2 separate regions of the Mus musculus genome follow, and region 1 is linked to region 2. A link is a contact called in public promoter capture Hi-C data. All regions are on one chromosome and are shown on one strand. The core of a region is the stretch at or near the end of the contact, and the rest is flanking DNA. Distances in the headings are between cores, read along the strand shown. Region 1 overlaps Mfsd14a (major facilitator superfamily domain containing 14A). Region 2 overlaps Dbt (dihydrolipoamide branched chain transacylase E2).

Region 1 (7,015 bases), core at 3,869-6,368, 96 kb before region 2:
GATGTGGCTGTAGAGACAGGAGAAAGTGAGCTTTGTGGTCCTCTCCTTTCTGCCCGAAAGAAATGGCCACAGGCTGGCAGGATTGAGAGGGAAAAACACAGAGGGAGCCTGCTCTGGTGTCCTTGACTGCATTGCAGAAGTGAGCTCACCTGGGGTGATGGCGGAAGTGAGCGCCTCTGCCCCACGCGTGGCAGCTCCTGCTCTGTGCTCTGGCGCCATAATGAGACACCGTGCTGTCTGGTTTTAGGATATCTCCATTGACCCAAAGAACATTCAGACCCATTTATCATCCGCTACACCCTGAGGCCAGACAGCAGGCTGCACTCTGTCTCCATGCTTTTGCCTTTGTAGACATTTCATACAAATTGCATAGTATAAGTCAGTCTTTTTATGTCTAGGATCTTTCGGCTAAGTGCACTCTTGAGATTACCCGATCTATCCAAGTTGCTGTGTAGTGTTTTCGTGTTTGGGACAAACTACATTTTGTTAATTAAGAGGTGAATGCCTCTTGATGGATGCTTGGGTTAAAAGATACAGCTTTTTAAAAATTTAATTGTGAGAGACACAGGACCCTCAAATAGCAGCTTGTAGGTTTTGTTTTTTGTTTTTGTTTCCATTTTATTTTATATTTATGAGGGTGTTACCAGTAAAGATGAGAAGGGGTGATGGTCTGAGCTTGATTCCTGGGTCCCACATAGTAAAATGTAGAGAACCAACTGTGACAAGTTGTCCTCTGACTTCTATGCATGCATACATACATACATACATACATACATACATACATACATACATGAGTGAATGTTTAAAAAAATACCTGGATTCATTTTAATCATTATTCATAAAGTTGCAAATAAACACTATTGTGTTGATTAGCTACATTCAAAAGCCAAAATGGCATAGAAACAGTAAAGTTTCCATTTTCATTTCTTCTTTCTTTTTTCTCTGAATACTGGAGTGAACATAGGGCCTCACTCTAGATAGGCAGTTAGCAATCCTGGCTCTAATTTCTAGTTCCTTCTGAAGACCATGGTTTTGATTAGGCGTTATCTGCTTTCACATCTGCTGATTTGCAGCTCACTGTGTGGTGAGCCAGCTTTGTCTGGGGTTACTGGGTTCTCTCTAATCTTTGCCTCTGCTAGGCTTGTCCACACCTCTTTAGAGGTCGAAAGAAGGTCTCAGTGACAGGTATTTTTGCTCTTCCTGGTCCTTCTGTTAAAAGTCTCTAAGTCTGATTTCAGCTAGCCCTAAATATGTATCATCATAAACATTTAATTATCTATTTAATTTTGATGAGAAAACTCACAGTGAAATTGATTCCCTTACAGCAGTGAATGATTTGAGACTGTTTATAGAGAGTGCAAGGGATGGATACAGTGCTGAGGACAGCATAGGGCAGGAAGGGTGTGTTGTTCATGGGCTCTGGGCTCCTCACTTCCCCAGCCAGTCACCTTTCAGTTCCTTGTTGGCTTGTAGGTCTGTTCTCCTATGAGTTGGTCTTTAGGATATACTCACACAAAAGGCTCCAAAGTTTAAAAGGAAGTTTGAGAGGCTGGATCATCTCCTTAAGCAAGAAGCCGATGTGCTGACCTTCCTGCGAGGGAGCACAGGAAGAGTACAGTTGCGCCTGGCTTGCAGAGCAGGATGGGTGTTGACAGGGGAGCCCCACATAAACCCCTTCTCTGTTCTTGATTGTAGGTTTCTGCTACGTTCGCTGCCAGCTTAGTTACCAGCCCTGCAATTGGAGCTTACCTTGGACGAGTGTATGGGGACAGCTTAGTGGTGGTCCTTGCTACAGCAATAGCTCTGCTAGACATCTGTTTTATCCTTGTTGCTGTGCCAGAGTCATTGCCTGAGAAGATGCGGCCAGCATCGTGGGGAGCTCCCATTTCATGGGAACAGGCTGACCCCTTTGCAGTAAGTTTTCCCTTGGCAAAAGAGAATACCTGACTCAGTGGGATGCAGATAGATACTTCTCTCTGGATGCTTGGGGGCCGGGGGGCATCTTAAAGTTTATCTGTATATTTATTATTAACAGGGTCTTGCTATGCAGCCCAAGGTGGCCTGTTATTGGAGATCACTCTGTATCAGCCTCTTTAGTTCTGCAAATAGAAGCATGCACCACCAAAAGGAATTCAAAAAACCAAAAAACATTTTAACACTTTGAAATATTTTTCAGACTAGTTTGAGTAGGATGAAAAAAAAGAGAACTAGTTGTAAGCGTGAGGTTTTGATGTGAGCATGTGTTGTGTTTCTCCTGTTCTAGTCTTTAAAAAAAGTGGGCCAAGACTCCATAGTGCTGCTGATCTGTATCACGGTGTTTCTCTCCTACCTACCTGAAGCCGGCCAGTACTCCAGCTTCTTCTTATACCTCAGACAGGTAAGGCCGTCCTACCAAAGCAAGCTTGTCATGTTGAGCGCTGTAAAAACAGGAGCTGTGGTCATCTTTAAAATGAATACTTGTCCTAGTTTGCCTTCTATTGCTGTGATAAAACACTCACCACAAGCAACTCAGGCAAGAAAGGATTATTTAGCTTATATTCCATGTACAGTCCCATCTTTGGAGGGAATCAGGGCAGAAACCTGGAAGCAGGAAGTGAAGCAGACACTATGGAGGAATGCTGCTTTCTGCTTGCTCCTTCCAGGACCGCGTGCTCCAGAGTGGTACCATCTATGGTGTGCAGGGCCCTCCTCCATCAGTCAAGAGTCAAGGAAATGTCCCCACACACTCGCCTAGAGGCCAGGCTGATGAAAGCTTTAAGTAGAGGTTCTCTCTTCCCAGGTGACTGTAGAACTGCCCCACAACACGTTTATAAACGAATGGCCAACAAGAGCTTAACCTCCGCCACACGGCCGCCTTATGCTCCCCATCCTTGGTACTGGAGGTGAAACCAGGACCTCATGTTGTACTTATTTTTAAAATGGTTTTGGGTGCTTGATAGCTTAGTTATGGCCAAATAAAAGAGGTCTATTATATATAAGAAGGTATTTTAAATATGATAAGCCATTTTTTTCCTGAAGGAAAAATGTGTATGATTAAAATTAGAATGAAAAGTTGTCAATAGTCATTTTTCTAGCCATTTAATCGTACATGTACTAGTGTTACATGAGTATATATGTGCTGTGCTTCCTTTTTCATTAATTTTACTTGTTTTGGAAACCTTCTAGATAATGAAATTTTCCCCAGAAAGTGTGGCAGCCTTCATAGCAGTCCTTGGCATTCTGTCCATTATTGCACAGGTGAGTTTCTGCTTTAGTTAAACTGATGTCATCCAAATGAGGTTTTACTCAGTAAAGGCCTTGTGCTACTTTGAATATGCTTGGTGCTATAGGAGGTGTGGCCTTGGTGTAGGAAGTGTGTCATTGTAGGCGTGGGCTTTAAGCCCCTCCTCCTAGCAGTTTGGAAGCCAATCTTAGATAAAGAAGATGTAGAACTCTGAGCTCCTCTTGCACCATGCCTGCCTGGATGCTGCCATGCTCCCTCCTTGATAATGGACTGAACCTCTGAATCTGTAGGCCAGCCCCAGTTAAATGTTGTTCTTATAAGAGTTGCCTTGGCTATGGTGTCTGTTCACAGCAGTAAAACCCTAATTAAGACAGGCATTTTGGTGAGACCTTTTTTTGTTTGTTTGAGACAGGCTCTCTCTAAGTAAGTAGTTCTAACTCTTTTAAGAAGTTACTATGTAGACCAAGCTGGCCTCAAAGTCACAGAGATCCTCCTGCCTCCCAAGTGTTGGGACTAAAGGCCTCTGCCACCATGCCTGGCTAGAAACAAGTCTGATCTGTAGAGTTAAAAACTTGCTAGCAGAGCTAGTAATTGATGAGAGTTTTGGATGGGTACATATAGTTTATTGTACCTGTCATGACCGTTTATTGATTCCTGTCAGGACTCCTTGCTCTGTGAATTTACTCTTCAAATAGTTACTGGAGGTCACAGTACTGACAGACCCTGGTTAAGCTGCAGATGATTCCTGCTATCCAGACTGTATTCTAGGGAATGAGACAGATTGGATGGGTCAATTGGAAACTTTGTTTATGTTGCTGACATAACTTTAAGGAACAGGAAGTGGTGGAGAAACTTGAATAGGGTTTTATGGGTAGGGGTAATTTGAGGAGTACTTATATACAAGGTGGCATCTGGTCAAGGATGTACAGATATAGCTGAGGAGAATTCTAAGTTGCTGAATATTGAGATTAATGCCCCAAGGGTGAGAGTGCTCCTGGTGCGTGAATAAGAAAGCAGAGAGGCCTGTCTGGCACTGCTGGTGTGGGTAAGGGGAAAAGGGCTAGGGAGTAAATTCCAGGGGGCTCGTGGAAGGCCAGCAGGTAAACAGGGATTGTTGTCACAGTGGGTCTTTTAGTCTTTGGGTGTGAGAGATTCTTACAGAGTCTGACTTAGTGATTATACACAGGATGTGGCCCCAGGAAGGGAGGTGACCAGTATTTCTGGATTCTGTTTCTGAGTGACTTCTAGTTCCCTTAAAAAAGTACATTTACCTTTGGCTCCCACTTACAAGGTAAACAGGCTAGCAATACACAAGGAGAAGTATTGTTGTTGTGCGTGCGTGTGTGTGTGTGTTCCCAGGGTCTTTCTTACTGAACTCATTCCTGAATTAGGATTTCTTGGTCCTGGCTTTTTAAATTGAGAAAGGTCATAAATTAGCAGTATTAGCCGGTTGGGTTGAGTGATGGGCCGTAGGTGTTGTTTTATAAGAGGCTTTGTTGGTAGCTGGGATCTCCTTTGGGAAGTGTCAGCTTCCTGAGCCTCACATCCCGGAAGAGTGCACGCTTGTGCCCAGAGCTGGCCCTTCAGCTGGGTGCCTGCCTCAGGCTGAGGGGATTTCATCAAGGTGATTGTCTTTTAGCAGGGCATATCACTCTGGGGGCACCAATGCCGAGGGCCTGCTTTCTACCCTGTGAGCCCCTAGAGCAGAGGCTCTCAGCGCGTGGGCCATGACCCCATGGGGTCACAGATCAGCTGTTTACATTATAAGTTATAGCAGCAAGATTAAAGTTATAAAGTAGCAACAAAAACAGATGGATAAGGTTGGGGATCAGCACAACATGAGGCTGAGAGCCACTGCCCTAGAGTCTTAAGAGGAAGCAGGACTTTTGAGGTGTAAGTACTATGTTTAGGGATGGCCTTGAGTGCACTTTCCCAGAACGTAAGAGGGTGTAGTGAAGAAACTATGACTATTCACTAGGAGAAAGTCTTTATTGCAGGTACGAGAGAACAGCCAAGGGCGTTTGGAAGAGACCAGGGCAGAGGCTAGGAATCGGGACTAACGAGAGACTAGGAGGCAGTGGGTGTGAGGAGGAGAGAAAGGAGGGCACAGGATACTTGTGAATAGGACTGAGGAGCCAGGAGGCCAGTGAGCCACTTGTCCCTTTGCCAGAGGCAAGGGAAGTGACTCCTTATGACAAACAAGTTTCACAAGTTCTTGTGGGATGCTGGATTTATAGCTCTAAGACTTAGCAGTTTGGAGTTTACAAATTCTAGTCGTCCTAATATGTAAGTTGTCACGTGTAATACTGTCTACCCACAGTATAAGGAAGTGGATGGAGCATACCCAAAATCTTATTAGAGGAAATAAAAGTTGAAATTTTCTCATACATGTGAAATACTAGCTTTATCCAGTTTTTTTTTTTTCCCCGTGAATTGATCTTATCCTGGCAAGCTACTGGGTGGGGCATTTTGTGGCGTGGCTACCAGAGTCTAATCCCACAAGGTGGACAGGCCCAGGGACTTTGTCCTGTATGCTGTGCACTTCTACCAGAGTCTTAGAGAAGAAAGCTGAGTCTTCAGATGTTTCTAGGAGTCTGGTCCAGTGGTCATGGGTTCTCATTTGAAAATCCTTCTAGGAATCTTTTTTTGAGGCAAGGACTCAGAGATTCTAACTCATGCTAACCTAGAACTCAGCTGTAGCCTAGGCTGGCCTCAAACATAGGTCAGTTCTCCTGACTAGCCTCAGGCTAGAGACCTGAGTCACCACACACCTAGCTGTAAAAGAAGTTTTGCTTTTGTCACCAAACCTCATAAAAAGTTAAATGATTAAATTTCAACTTTCATTCTAATTATCTGATGTGTCAGGAAGTAATGAGAGTGATTTGGGTACCGCTTCTACAGACTTAGTCATTTTGTGCGCATGTTCCACAGTAGTTAGAGTAGCAAAGTTAGTTTTGATGCCCTACCTAATCCCTGCTGAATTTCATGTACGTTAGAACAATGGGAATGTCCATCTACCGATAAAGCCATTTATGAGATGCTTCCTATGTGCTAGGCACAACTCTAAGCACTTCATATGATTCATTTCATCATCCAGTATTGAATTCTGAACTTGCTGCTGTTAGTTCTACTTGGTAAGAAAAAAACTGAAGTGGATTCATCCAAGATCTCAAAGATTGTGCCCATCATGTCTTTACAAACTCTGTGCTCTTAAATATAAATTGCCTGAATCTTACTTCATAGTTCATAGAATCCTCACAATTTCAACAGCAGGCTTAGATGAAGTTTATGCGGCCATAGGATAGCATTGAGGTATATCTTTGTTTCTTTTGTATTTCTGTGATGAGACACTATGACCATGCCAATTTATAGAAAGTTGAGTCTGTGGTTAACAGTTCCAGAACATAGAAGCTGGTGGGGACATGGCATCTGCTAAATAGGCTGATGCTGAAGCAGTACTGAGAGCTTGATTGGTCCACATGCAGGAGCAGAGTGCTGAGAACAGTGGGGTGTTTGAGGTCCCAAAGCCCACATCCAGTGGCATCCCCCTCCAACAAGGCCATACCTAATATTTTTCAAACAGTTCCACCAATATTGGGGCCAAGTATTGAAAACAGATGATTGAAGGGGGCCGTTCTCATTCAGAGCACCACAGGGCTCACGTGGCTTTGGATTTCCTTCAGGCTGTTAGATGATGGTCCTCTCCATCAGGAGCCCGGAGGTGTTTGTCAGTGTGGGCCTCTGTAGGTGTTAAGTAAGGAGATAGAAAGTGTGACTGGAGCTTTCTAGCGC
Region 2 (7,458 bases), core at 4,126-6,625:
TTATAAACGTCTCCTTTCTGGTCAAATCGGGGAAGAGCCTAGAAATAATGGAGAATAAGAAATAAACAAGGGTAAACTTTCACTCACTCATAGTGGAAGGAAGATCTGGCAACAGTGGTAGGAGGTTTAGAAAACACCTCCTCCCTGCCGGCGAGTGGGCACCCACCAGGGCTTCTGACAATGCTGCCTCCTCTTCCCCCAACCCTGGGAGGTCATATCCTGAGTCTTAATTTCTTCAAGGGATCTCCTGCCCCACATGTAATATTTCCATTACATTTCATCCAGATTTCAAATAGTTAACATTTATTAATCACCAGGTGCTACATACTCGCAGAGAGAAGAGAACTGAGACAAGGAAGTACACGGACTCCTCTCTGAAGGCAGCAAGGACATGCGACAAGGAGCTGGGGCACGATGGGAGTGTTAGAGGAACAGAAAGCCAGGCTGCTAACCACTGTAGGGGACAGGTGGGAGATGCCACTGTGGTCACTGCCAGAGCAGGTGACAGACAGCATGCAATAAGAAGCAGGGTTTCTCCAGCTTAAAAATGAGAATCCCAAGCCATGATGGGCTATTCTGAAAAAACATACACAAGGGCTTTGGGAGTAGCATACTGACAGAGTTTTTGACTCGCATGTGCAAGTTCCGTCTGTGGTATCAAGTAAATGATAAAAAAGCAAAATGTACATTAAAAATCAGCTACTGGGGCCACAGACCTCGTTCCGCTCAGCACTAAGAACAGTTGCTGAGCCAGAATGAGGACTAGCATTCAGATCCCAGGACCTAAGCAGTAACCTGGGTGTGACCTACACACACCTGTGAGTCCAGAGCAGGACGATGGGGACAGAAGGGTTGGCTCAGGCTTGCTGACTGCCAGCCTAGCCAAAACTCATCTCAAGCTCCAGGTTCAGCAAGAGATCATGGGTCAAAGGAATGGGTCACAGGTGCAGAGTGATACAGCGGAACACCCACACACACTTTAGCCTCTAAGCACATGAAGACATGCACACACACACACACACACACACACACAGAGAGAGAGAGAGAGAGAGAGAGAGAGAGAGAGAGAGAGAAACAAAACCCCTCAGCTATTAATAAGAAATATACAAAATGTAAGTTCTAACTTATTAGATTTAATAGACAGGCCTGGCAAGATGGCTCAACAGATAAAGGTGTTTGCTGCCAAGCCTCATTACCTGAGTTTGAACCTTAGAACCCACATGGTAGAAGGAGAGAACTGATTCCTTAATTGCTCTCTGACCTCTACACAAGTGCTGTAGTTTGTGTGTGGAGCATCACACACACACACACACACACACACACACACACACACACACAGTGTCATAGCCCTGTCCCTCTATTCTAAGAGTTCTAAAACATGGCCACAGATCATTTTTCTTTAAGCCACCGAGATTATTGTTCAAAATACAAGTGCCTTGAAGACCAAGAAATCAGCATCTTGCCAGGCATGGTGGCATACAGCTGTAATCCCAGCGGGTGAACAGCATGGCAGGACCCGGCATCTGAGCCAGCTGGGATGGCACAGTGACCTCTGATCTAGTTCAAGAGAGGGAAGGAAAGGGCGGACTGAGCTACCCAACACAATGCAAACTGCAAAGTGGGAGATAACCTTCAACACTGAGTCTTCCTCATGTTTAGTCTTCCAGCTTACTAAGATTGTCCTGCAGTTCCTCACTACACATACCTTAATCGCTCCCAGGGCACCAATGGCTACTTCCGGTGGCAATATCACTGGCTTGGCATAGGTTCCACCGATCTGAGAAGAGTGGGAAAATTTAGCTTTCAGGGAATGCCCGATAGATTACAAGCTGTATTTTACTGGACCAGGTGATCCGAAATTCAAGTTACACTTATAACTGTGAGTAGCATGACTTACTGATCCAATGTTGGAAAGAGTAAATGTCCCTCCTGTAAGGTCGGTGGTACCGAGCTGACCGGAAGAGCCCAGTTTCTGGAGGCGGTTCAGTTCCATGGCGATCTCAAATACAGAGCGGACCTGAACGTTCTTCACATTGGGGACAATTAACCCCAGCTCAGTGTCCATTGCTATCCCAATGTTGTGAGAAGCCTAGGAAGGAAAAAAATTATTTAGTAGGACTTTTTTTTTTAAGACTTATTTACTTATTTTATGTGAGTACACTGTAGCTGTCTTCAGACGCACCAGAAGACGGCATCAGATCCCATTACAGATGGTTGTGAGCCACCAAGTGGTTGCTGGGAATTGAACTCAGGACCTCTGGAAGAGCAGTCAGTTCTCTTAACCGCTAAGCCATCTCTCCAGCCCCCAGTAAAATGTTTAATACATAACTTACAGCAAAGAAAAGATAAACTCTGCTGCCTTCTAAAACAAAGATACCAAACTATTTTGCCAAGCAAGTATAGACACCCTACGCCTGTAATCTGAATATCCAGGAGGCTGAGGAAGGAAGAGCGATGGTTTGAAGCCTGCTTGTGCCGTCTGGCAAGATCATATCTTACAAAGCCAGAAGGCCAAATGATGAAAGTCACTATTTTCACTAGAATGGAAGTAACTTGGAAGGAAGGGTTTTGGGGAACGAGAGAGCAGTGGGTGTGGGTGCTAGCTGCCCACCTGAGCGGAAACTCTGGAATCCGGGTGGGGAAGTGGCACCAGTGCCCTACCCAAGATAAAATAAATGTAAAATAAGCAAAATAACTTAACCAAACTTAAAAGACTATTTTAGAAGACACATACAGTAATTGTAAAAAATGGAGCTAAGGGAATCAATGCAAAAGGATGAAGGAGTTAACCAGGCGACAGCATCATGTGGTTTCGTAACAATCAGCGTATTTGCCAGAAGGTCACGGAGGAAATACATGACCATATCATATCTATTGACTTATGATGATATCCACAATACTTAAATGAAAAAGAGAAAAGCAAATTAAAGAAAAATATGTATTACTTCAATGAATTCCTGGAAGACTATCATTGTGAACAGGAAATTATCTGAGGCCACAGGATTGAAAGCAAACATTTTTTTCTAAGTTTTTAAAAACAAGCTACATTTAATTAGGAAGGATTAAGATGAAAATAAACAGTCCACTGTATTAGGCACACTGAAGGGCTTTGACCCGATCCCTATACTACCTAAGCGCATGAACCCTTGGTCTCTGTGTTTTGGTGGTGCTGTGTCAGCACTAACCACTGAGCAACCGTCTTGACTCTCCCTAACCTGACTACGAGCTGAGGATTGCTAAGGTAAGGAGAAGTGAATATAGGAATTAATACGGCAAGAATTTTGTCTTAAGACACTTTCACTCCAAACTGAAGACCTCACTCAACCTGGATCTAAATGTATTACTTAAAAAAAAAAATTATAGCCGGGCATGGTGGTGCACGTCTTTAATCCCAGCCCTTGGGAGGCAGAGGCCGGCGGATTTCTGAGTTTGAGGCCAGCCTGGTCTACAAAGTGAGTTCCAGGATAGCCAGGGCTACTCAGAGAAACCCTGTCTCGAAAAAAAAAGAATGATGAATTACTCTTTTGGGCTGGAGAGATGGCTCAGTGGTTAAGAGCACGTGCTGTCTGTCCAGATGACCCAAATTAAGTTCCCAGCACCTACATCGGGAGGCTCTCTACAGTCCATCCCTCCAGCTGAGCGGAGGCCTCTGGCCTCCAAGGCACCTGCACTCACGGGCACATAGCACATGCAGACATACATGCCTACCTACACACACTTTTTAGCAACTGCTCTCTTTTTCAGAGTCCACACTGTAATCTCGAGAGGCCAAGCTTCTGGGATGCTGAGTCACACGGGGAACTCTTCACTGCCTCACACACTTATAATTCCACTTATTTGTTTATTTGTTTGTTTATTATTTTGGTTTTTCAAGGCAATGTTTTTTTTGTGTAGCCCTGGCTATCCTGGAACTCTCTCTCTGTAAACCAGGCTGGCCTTGAACTCACAAAGCTCCACCTGCCTCTGCCTCCTGAGTGCCGGGATTAAAGGCGTGTGCTACTACCAGGGTAGTTCCGCTATATTAAATGGGAAATCAACAAGACTTTTGAAGGGGACACTGCACAGCTGAACAAAATCCTTATTAAACAGCAAAAGCAAAGCCAACAGACTGAAGCCTAAGTTTAATGGCCTATGCTATATACCTTTCTTTCCTGTCTGAAAAAGGGCCAGTGTTTGAGTAGCCTATCTTCTATTAAATCGAAGATTTTCAAAATGCATAGCCAACCTTGTAGGTGATGTTCTGGCAGTTCTCGTCCACGGAGGCATTGAGGATAGGAAACTGCAGGAGTCCCAGAGAAGCAGCCTGTTAACAGGAAAGAGAAGTCGCCATGAACACTCTGGCCTCACACAGGCATGGAGGACTGCAGGTGACAGAAGGTAGCCGGGCAGAGGGAAAGAGAGCTCGAACTCAAGGCCACGCGCACACAGCTTTCTCCCTTCCAGAAACTCGGATCTCTAACCAAGGTGAAGCTAGGATGCCCTAACCATGGAGAAACAAACGATGCAACGGGCAGGTCACCTGCAAACAGGAAGGGGACTTTCAATATAACCATGCAGGAAGGGACACAGGGCAGTAATTTCAAAGCGATCATTAGAGGCCACGGGTTCCACGGGTGCCCTTGGCCTGGTCAGGGGCAGAGCTGGCAGAGCCCACCTGCTGGCAGGCACACATTCCTGTTTGCCCCCTTCCACCCCTCCCCTGCTCTTTAAACTTCCTTTGTCTTCATATCATTCTCTCCTGCGCATGGGCTGAGTTCCCTAACTTCGAAATGTCTCCCTGATCCCAAATGTTCAGGACATTCAAAGACGGTTTAGACGGAGATCTTTCATAGTGACTAGTGTAGTTACAACAGGCTGTGGCTATGGAGTCTCTTGTGACTGAGACAGTCTGTTCTATAGAAGCAAGTTCAGGCCAGCCAGGAACCAAGAACAAGAACAAGAATAAGCAAATAAAAATCCACACCTGAAGTTAGTCAAAAGTAGGACCAATAGAAATGGAGGTTTGAGTATAATATTTTTGCAAATGATAATACAAGATATGTAGATATAGATATATATCCCACATTTCATACTTTGTAGTATTTTTAAAGGTTTTAAAATTTACATTTAAATTTAAAATAAAATTCGCAAAACTTATTTTTGAAAATACCAAGAGATTATTATTCATTTAGCTAGAACAATGAAGAAACACAGCGGTGAAAGAGACCCAGTTGTCTGAGAGCTGGTCTATCCTGGCTTCAGAAGGGGCCAGGTCTTTCCCCGGGAGGCAGGATGGGGAGGGTCAGGAAGACAGGGTGGTGCCCTCTTGCCAGTCTTCCTCTCAGTTCCCCTAATGCTGGGCCTTTCTCCAACAGTCCACCCCACACATTTCCTCTACTTCCCTTCCCCAGTTCACTCTTTCAGGGTATAATCAGCCCCCTGCTTCCTTGAGGGGGTGAAACGTTCCCTCAGCCTTCTTTTACAGAGGAAGAAGGCTATATTTTTTACCACCTCTTTATCACCTTCTCTTCTGCAGGCTGCCTCTTACCAGACTATCTCAGGGTCTCTAATCCCTACACCTCCTCAGCTAACAGCCCACAGGTCTTGCCTCTGCAGGGCCTTGGCAAACTCAAGGCCCTGTGGTTATTATGCTAACAGCCTGTTACTAACTCTCTCCTGTTTAACCTTGGCGAAACAAACTGCTACCTATCTGCTTAAAGCATTGTCCTTGTCTCTGAGTGTGGAGGCTGAAGTAATGACTCTAGCTTTTCATGACACCCTGTGTGCATCTGCACCCTTTGGTAGTTAAGCTCCCAGCTTAGTCAGGTGACTGGCTTTGGCCAGTGGGAACAGAACAAGTTCAATGAACAATGAAGAAACACAGCGGTAAAAGAGACCCAGTTGTCTGAGAGCTGGTCTATCCTGACTTCAGAAGGGGCCAGGTCTTTCCCTGGGAGGCAGAATGGGGAACAAAAAAGCCTCAGCACTTCTGCTGTTTCTCTTCACCTGCTCCAGGGCTGAGACAGAGGAGCACGCTGAGGAGAAGGAAGACAGTACAGAAGAGAAGGGGCCATCCCTGCTGGGCCTTCCTACAACAGTCACCCTCTGGCCAACTGCAAGTTTCTGTAGAAGGGAGAGATTCCTGCCAAGGTCAGCAGACTCATACCCAGTTTACCTCATGAGAATCCATAAACAACCGATGCTTTATTCCATTAAATTTGGGAGTAGTTAGTTTGCTATACAGTAATGGAAACCAATTATCTGTCTTCTAAGGAGCTCATGCTATCACCACTTTCCTTGCTAATTCAGGTTCTACCTACTGCTGTAAAGCCCCGAGCTGCCCTCTCATTCACACAACTTTGAGTGACACCTCTATAGGTGATTCTCTACCCCTAACAGAGTCCAGATGCCCTCCCCCCACCTTCATTTGGAGACATCCATGACCTTCCATGCTTAGAGATTATCCATTTGCAGGGCAGATGCTAAAGGAGAACACATTGTGTCTCAGGGGCTCAGTATCTGGAGAAGGGAACCAGGCTAACAACAGCAGCACACTAAAGCGCACCACAGTGGGCAGCAATAGCATGTGGTGACAGTGGGAGCCACAGAGGGATTCTGGAGTCTATATCTGAACGGATCCCATATTTAAAATGCACAGATATTTGAAAGAGGAGGCCAGGAGAGATGGCTCATGCCTGTAATCTCAGTTCAGCACTAGGAAGGCTGGGGCAGGACTGTGAGTTTCAGGCCAGCCTGGGCTAGCTAGTGAAACTGTTGCAAAAAACAACAAACAAAACAAAATAGGGAGAGAAGAGAGAGAAACAGAGAGAGAGACAGAGACAGAGAGACACAGAGAGACAGAGGGAGAGACCTGGTGGATATTTCAGCTCAATGTGATTAAAACAGAGTGGGCAGAGAGTGGTTTTGAGGAGACTGGAGGGGTAGCCAGCAGAGACTTGTAGGCCACACTAAGGACTTGGGAAATCATCCTAAAGGCACTGAAGGGAAACTGCTGAAAGAATCGGGATCCGATTCAATTTGAGTGAAAGATGATTTGTCCTGGCAGACTGTGAAGAAAGGGCGGGAGGAGCCATGTCGAATGAGGAGAGGCCAGAGCAGGACCAGAGCAGACTAGAACGTCCGTGAGAAGACTGTCAGCCACTCTGAGGCCCAGTTTTCTTCAGAGGGAAGTGGAGAATGTACTATCTGCACATCTGGAATACCACTGAGATGTAAGGGATAGCTGTCTGGAGCTTGCTTACCGAAGCCTGACACACGGTAGCTGCTTTGCAGTGGCTGTTAATGTCACTGCCAGTGACCCAGCAGTGCCACACTCAGAAGCCTCCCCGTGGATGTGTTGAAGACATGGAAACGAATACTACTGTTATGTGTGGCCACTTCATGTCTCCTTTCAGCTCAAACTGGAACTTTCCTCTTCCCCTCTCTTTCAGGCTTCCCTCAACTGTCAGCAGGGTTCTC

The links. Capture Hi-C pulls out chosen DNA fragments and counts their contacts.
Region 1: a contact with region 2 is called in a promoter capture Hi-C map of adipose tissue. The contact joins two enhancer-like sites. A contact is called at or near these places in 1 of 484 Hi-C or Micro-C datasets (liver) and 3 of 9 other capture datasets (adipose tissue, liver and pancreatic islet).

The regions. Positions count from the first base shown.
Region 1 is chr3:116,636,609-116,643,623 of GRCm38.p6, reverse strand. It overlaps Mfsd14a (major facilitator superfamily domain containing 14A), which reads left to right. Exons shown (of 12, transcript NM_008246.2): 6 at 1,696-1,914; 7 at 2,264-2,377; 8 at 3,166-3,237. Among named protein-coding and RNA genes, the nearest start is that of Mfsd14a, 23 kb to the left of the region's middle. Within about 2 kb of position 5,118, at least 49 of the 459 cell types and tissues checked have an H3K27ac peak or open chromatin away from gene starts, as enhancers often do. A contact at or near this core is called in adipose tissue, where this site is marked.
Region 2 is chr3:116,540,613-116,548,070 of GRCm38.p6, reverse strand. Dbt (dihydrolipoamide branched chain transacylase E2) reads right to left here. Exons shown (of 11, transcript NM_010022.4): 8 at 4,226-4,303; 9 at 1,898-2,089; 10 at 1,706-1,777; 11 at 1-38. Among named protein-coding and RNA genes, the nearest start is that of Lrrc39, 19 kb to the left of the region's middle. Within about 2 kb of position 5,375, at least 34 of the 459 cell types and tissues checked have an H3K27ac peak or open chromatin away from gene starts, as enhancers often do. A contact at or near this core is called in adipose tissue, where this site is marked.